2 separate regions of the Sus scrofa genome follow, and region 1 is linked to region 2. A link is a contact called in public HiChIP or PLAC-seq data. All regions are on one chromosome and are shown on one strand. The core of a region is the stretch at or near the end of the contact, and the rest is flanking DNA. Distances in the headings are between cores, read along the strand shown.

Region 1 (2,815 bases), core at 282-2,781, 160 kb after region 2:
ACATGTTCCCTCACCATACCCTTTAGAAGGTGGGGATCATTCTCTCACAGTATAGGTGCTGAATCAAAGGCTCAACCACAAGGTGACAAAGCTAAATGGTGGGGCTAGGATCTGAACTTGGAGATTATAATGTTTTACTGCTCAACACTGCTTCCACAGCCCTTAGCAGGGAGGGAGGGGGTGCAGCTCCCTCCCCAGGGCTGTGTGCTCACAGATGCCTCAGGTCCCCTAAAAGGAAACTGAAAAGATGTCCTTCCCTTTCTTTAGAAGAAGCTGGGATGTCTCTGAAGAGTTTCTTAGAAGCACCTTCAACTGTAATTCTGGAGCACCCTCCTCCCTGCACCCGACCCCAAATCAGGTAGCCCCCCCAGCACCCACCCAGCATCCTCCCCATGCCGCCCCCGGCACTGGGCTCTTTGGCCAGGCCTGCTGCTGCAATAGACCGGATTTTTGTCAGCCTGGACCTGTGCAGCGAGGAGGGCCTAGAACCCTTAGGAGGGCACTTAGAGGCACAGGGGTGGGACAGTGGCCTTTTGAAAGTCTGCTTTTTGTGCCTAGCCAGTGTCCCAGTTGCCCTACTCAAGCTGCTCTCTACCCACCTCCATGCAGGTGCCTAGACGCCGAGAGAAAGTGGACAATGTCTGGACAGAAGAATCTTGGAACCAGTTTCTACAAGAACTAGAGACTGGTCAGAAGGTGAGTGTGGGCCTAGTCCTCAGACACCCCTCAGCTAGTGCATTTTGGGGGAGCGAATCTATACCCTCCGACTCACTCTTTCCACTTTAGCCCAAGAAACCGCTGGTGGATGAGCCTGTTGAGAAGACCTCCCAGCCCATTGAGGTAGGTGCTGCAGGGTAGGTGTATGGGGGGAGACAGCGTGTTGGGTGACCAATGAAGAAGATTCGGGGTGGTGCTGGCCCCAGAGACCATGGGCAAAGGCCACAGACCCAGAGCTCTGACCCTCTCCCGTCCTATACAGCTTATTTCTGTATCCCCAGCACCCAGGACAGTGCCTGGCATATAGGAGGCACTGAGTAAGCGTGTGTTCATCAAAGCAAGAGCTGAGAAGCGAGTGGTCAGCGTGGACTGGAATTGTCAGGAAATATTCTTGGAGGTGCAGCCTGGAGGCCAGGCACAGAGAGGGTGCTCAGGATGGGGGAGACACAGGCAAAGGAGAGAGAAAGAATGTGGGGTGTGTGTGTGTGTGTGTGTGTATAAAACACTCAGCTGGCTGGAGGGGCAGAGGGAGGGAAGCAGGTTGGATACAGTGAAGCCAGGCTGTGGAAGCCCATAGAGGACTTGATGGGAGAGGAAGTAGGGAGCCAGGGAGGCTCTTGAACAGAGAAGTAACAAAAAATGGTGCCAAGGCACTATCAGGAAGTGCTAGAGGATTAGCATAGGAGTAGTGTAGGGGACAGGTGGGGTGAGCTGGGTCAGCAGGAAGGGCCGGTGAGAGGCTGTGGCAGGGTCCTCCTGACACCCTGAGACACACCTCCTGGCAGGCCCAGAGGGAGGCAGCCTGGCCTGGCCCTGCGCCCTGAGTCTGCCCTTTACCCGAGCACCCTGCGCTTTGTCCTGCTGTCCACTGGGCTTCTCATGTCTGACCTTTGACCAGCGCCCCCCGCGGCGCTCTGCCTCCCCTTCACCCCACCGCTGCCCGAGTCTCTCCCTAACCCGCCCTCAGGTCCTGCTGGAGAGGGAGCTGGCCAAGCTGAGCGCAGAGCTGGACAAGGACCTGCGGGCAATTGAGACCCGGCAGCCGTCCCCCAAGGTACTGGCCTCCCAGTCCCCTCCACGGGCCGCCGGCGTGGGTGGGAGGGGCAGGCGGGTGAGAGCCTCCAGCCACACTCAGCGACCTTGGGTAGACTTCATCTCAGTCTGCTCTCTCCTCCCTAAAATGCAGGGCGTTCACTGTTCCTAGTGACCCCTAGAACCCTCCCCAGGCCAAGTCCACGTCAGCCTGCCCTCCGGGAGGGAGCTGGAGGGGCCCTCCCACCCCGCTCCAGGGAGTTCAGCCCGCAAGAACCCCAACTCCTACCAGGAGCCCATTTCCCGGCCTCCCCTCCCCCTTCCGCACCCGCGGTTCCTCCCCCTGCTCCTCGCTCCTCCCGCGCAGGCGACTCTAGGACCCCGCGTCCCTCCCGCCCCTTCCCTCCCCTCCCTCTCCCCCTCGCGCTCCCTTCCGAGCCGCAAACTTTTCCGGAGGCGGCGGCCTCGGCGGCAGCGGGGACCGGCGTCCCGGGCCCTGACCGCGCCCGTCTCCCGCACAGAGCTCGCAGGCGCCCCGACGGTCCCGGGAGCCGCGGCCTCCAGCGTGGTGAGTGGCGGCAGAGCGGGCCGGGGCGGGAGGGGCGTCGGCGGGGACGTGGCGCGGGGTGGCGGCCGCGGAGCGAGGAGGGGGCGACGGCGGGAGGAGGGGCCCTGAGCACGGAAAGTGGTCGGCGGATCGCCCCTCGCCACCAGCGGGGCCGTCCCTGTCTTGCGGAGGGAAGCCTCCCCCCAGCTCGGGACTTGGGTCGCGAGGGGATCTCGCGCTCTCCCGCCTCCCCGGCGTGGGGCCGCACCCTTTCCCGGCCTTGACCGCTGGGGAAGTAGGACATCCTGCTGAGATCCCGGGACCTGGGAGAGGCCTTGGGAGGAGGCAGCAGGAGATGGGGGGAGACATTTGGGCGGTCGGGGGCCCGGTAGGGTGTGAGGCTCCAGGCAGGTGGCTCACTTGCTGTGTCCTGCGCAGCCCGGCCTCCACCTGGAGCGCCAGCTCCCCGAATGCACTTTACCAGGGTTCCTCCCTGAGCCCCCACAGGATGGCGGATGG
Region 2 (2,700 bases), core at 155-2,654:
GTCGTGTTGTCAGGGAGGTCCCTTATTGGCACCATATTACCTGGGGACTGCTGCCGTACCCATGGCCTTGAGGGGTGTGTTATCCTGAGAAAGGGGAACTTCTCTGGGTCTTTTACTGGCCCCGATCTGGATCTGACGATGATAGGAGCCAGAAACGAGGTTGCCTTGGCTCTGGAATCCCATCTTGCTCTGGACAGCCCCTCTCCAGGGCTCTGGCTGGTTAGAGATGGGGAGTCAGCAGGGCAGAAGTGTTGGGGTCCTTATGCTCCCCTTTGCACCTTTGACAAAGAAAGAGCTTTGAGGAGACACTTGTCAGCTCCTGCCCTTGACCCTGTGGCCCTAAATAACTGCATCTTCAGTGCACTGTATCCCAGCCATCCTGTGATTGCTGGAGAAAGTGAGGGTATGTCTGTTTACATAGGCATTTGTGGTTACATATCCATTCGTGCTGAAAGAACTTATTTAGATCCTTCCAACCTCCTAGGATTGTTAAGAAACAACCAGGAAAAGTAACTGAAGGTGTTAGAACAGTCGCTCTGAGACACTGCACCATTGAGATGGAGTGGTAGGTTCAGGGGAGGATGCCAAGGCTTTCCTGACAGGGTGGGACTTAGGCTGGGGGGGAGGGGGGATTTGAGGGGAAGCAGAGATGGTGCTTTTTCCTTCAATTCATGGATTTCTGTTTTGTTTTGTTTTAAACAACACACTTGTGGAGAGAATGCTTGGAACACATGTGGGCTGTGTTCAGCTTTCTGACTGATGTTTCTACCAGATGTTAATCAGACTTTCCAGTCTTGGTCCTGTGGGCGGTGTAGAGACAGCCCAGGCTGGGGGCAGGCATTCTGAGTGCAGCCCAGGGTCTCAGCCAGAGTCAGGGCAGCTAAGGATGAAGGATGATGGGAGCCTCATTGGAGGACCCATGACAGCCAGGCAGAGGGACTAAACTTTGCTGTTGGGTGGAGGGGAGTGACGGAAGGTAGGTATTTTAGCAGGAGAGTGTAAGGGCAGTGGTTTCTCTCCTGAGTCCTAAGAAGAGGGGTGCCCTGGTCCCAGTGAGGCACAGGGTGAGGAAACAGAGGATGAGGGAAGGCCTTTGACCTCAGTGACCTCGGGCCGGGAATGAACCATGTGGGAGGTTTGGGAAATGGGAGGGAAAAGGGAGGAATGAGTCAGGAATGTAATTTCTCAATCTCCTTCCCCTTTTTGCCACCTTTCTCTGATTTGGAAATAGGGGCTTTTTTCTCTTTTTCCCCCTAAACATCTTTCTCTGGAGAGTGAGGCTCATTCACAATTCTGCTCATCACTATTTATAGTCACAGAAACCTAAGGCCTGAGACGCAGCCTGTGCCTTCCTTCTGGGGCCCTGGCCAAATGCTCATGAACAGTAACTGTGAGGAGGGGCCACCACGGGACAGCAGCGGCTTTTGGTGAAGAAATCTGGAAATCTAGCCATCATCCTCTGAAAATAGCTGTCCTCCTCAAACCTCCCTTTGCATCATAAGTGCCCAGAGAGCTTCCTAAAACCTGGACTGCCGGGCCCCACCCAGAGTTTCTGATTCTGCAGATTTGGGTGGAGCCGAGAACTTATACTTGGCTCAGGTTCCCAGGTGATGGATGCGGCTGGCCCAGGGACCACACTCTGAGAACTGCTTTCCTAGAGAACGTACTCCCACCCCCGTTCAGCATCTCAGCTGTAGAGAATGGCATGGTCAGGGTCTTTGAGTGGGGGGCTTGCGCTGGCTGCAGGATGGGAGGGTTGGAAAGGGGGGAGGTAGAGGTGAGCAGGATGTGGAGGGAGGGACGCCGGGCGGGCTGGCCGAAGCACAGTCTTTGCTGCAGGCAGGGCAGTGGAGCCGTCCTGGGGTTCCCTGAAGCAGGGAAACCAAGCGTGCCTCTGCCTGCTGCAGCCCACGGTCTTGTAAAGGCTCACTGTCTGGGAAGAGCCCACCTCATTGCCCAGAGGGAGCCTGCAGCTCAGAAGCCCTTCTTACCCATTTTTGGGAAGAAGGGAACCTAAGAGACTCCTTGTCAGAGGCCCTCGGTGGCAAATTCTGCCTGCAGGGTGTTGCTGCCCAGGAGTTGCGGTTGACATTTATAAAGGACCCTCCTGCTACAGCCAGAGAGTTGAGGGGGCTTGTCTCACCCTGACTGAGGAAATGATGGGGGGAGAGTTGGTCTTTTCAAACTGATTCCAGTACTGTTGGTTACCAGGACAGTGGTGTTTCTCTCCTTGTAGCCATTAAAGGGGAGTCTGTTCAGCATTTTAATGCATTGAAAACTGTGAGGTCAATGGACCCAAGGGGCAGGGAAGCACCCCTGGCTGCATTGAAGCTGGGAGAAGGAAGCCTTGCTTTTCAGACCAGACTGGGTGCTGTGTTCTCCCACCTGGAACCCAGAGGACCTCCTACCTGGTCTCCTGACCATTCTTGGCCACCTCCGGTCCATTCTCCACAGTGTAGCCAGACCAGTATACTGAAAACTCTGGCATCTACCTTCTTAGATGCGGCGTCTTGGCTGAGGCATTCCAAATGAAGCTGCATCTTCCTGGAACACCCCACCCCATCTCACTCCTTCACCTTGACGTGGCTCACTTTTACACACCCTCTTTCAGGTCTCAGGTAAAATAATCTCTCCGCTTGGAGGTCTCCCCTGTTCCCTGACACTAGACCTGACTGCCCTACTGTGTTCTCCAAGCTGATG

What was found. HiChIP or PLAC-seq counts read pairs in DNA pulled down with a chosen protein or histone mark.
Region 1: an H3K27ac HiChIP or PLAC-seq map of alveolar macrophages shows a contact between it and region 2, with 4 times the contacts expected there. The contact joins two enhancer-like sites. A contact is called at or near these places in 2 of 2 datasets of contacts at active chromatin or transcription factors (alveolar macrophages and skeletal muscle).

The regions. Positions count from the first base shown.
Region 1 is chr14:6,817,705-6,820,519 of Sscrofa11.1, forward strand. It overlaps SORBS3 (vinexin), which reads left to right. Exons shown (of 26, transcript XM_021073000.1): 10 at 268-358; 11 at 610-696; 12 at 787-840; 13 at 1,685-1,771; 14 at 2,271-2,317; 15 at 2,735-2,815. Among named protein-coding and RNA genes, the nearest start is that of PDLIM2, 15 kb to the right of the region's middle. Within about 2 kb of position 1,532, at least 44 of the 83 cell types and tissues checked have an H3K27ac peak or open chromatin away from gene starts, as enhancers often do. A contact at or near this core is called in alveolar macrophages and skeletal muscle, where this site is marked.
Region 2 is chr14:6,655,422-6,658,121 of Sscrofa11.1, forward strand. All of the region lies in intron 1 of SLC39A14 (zinc transporter ZIP14), which reads left to right. Among named protein-coding and RNA genes, the nearest start is that of SLC39A14, 17 kb to the left of the region's middle. Within about 2 kb of position 1,405, at least 16 of the 83 cell types and tissues checked have an H3K27ac peak or open chromatin away from gene starts, as enhancers often do. A contact at or near this core is called in alveolar macrophages and skeletal muscle, where this site is marked.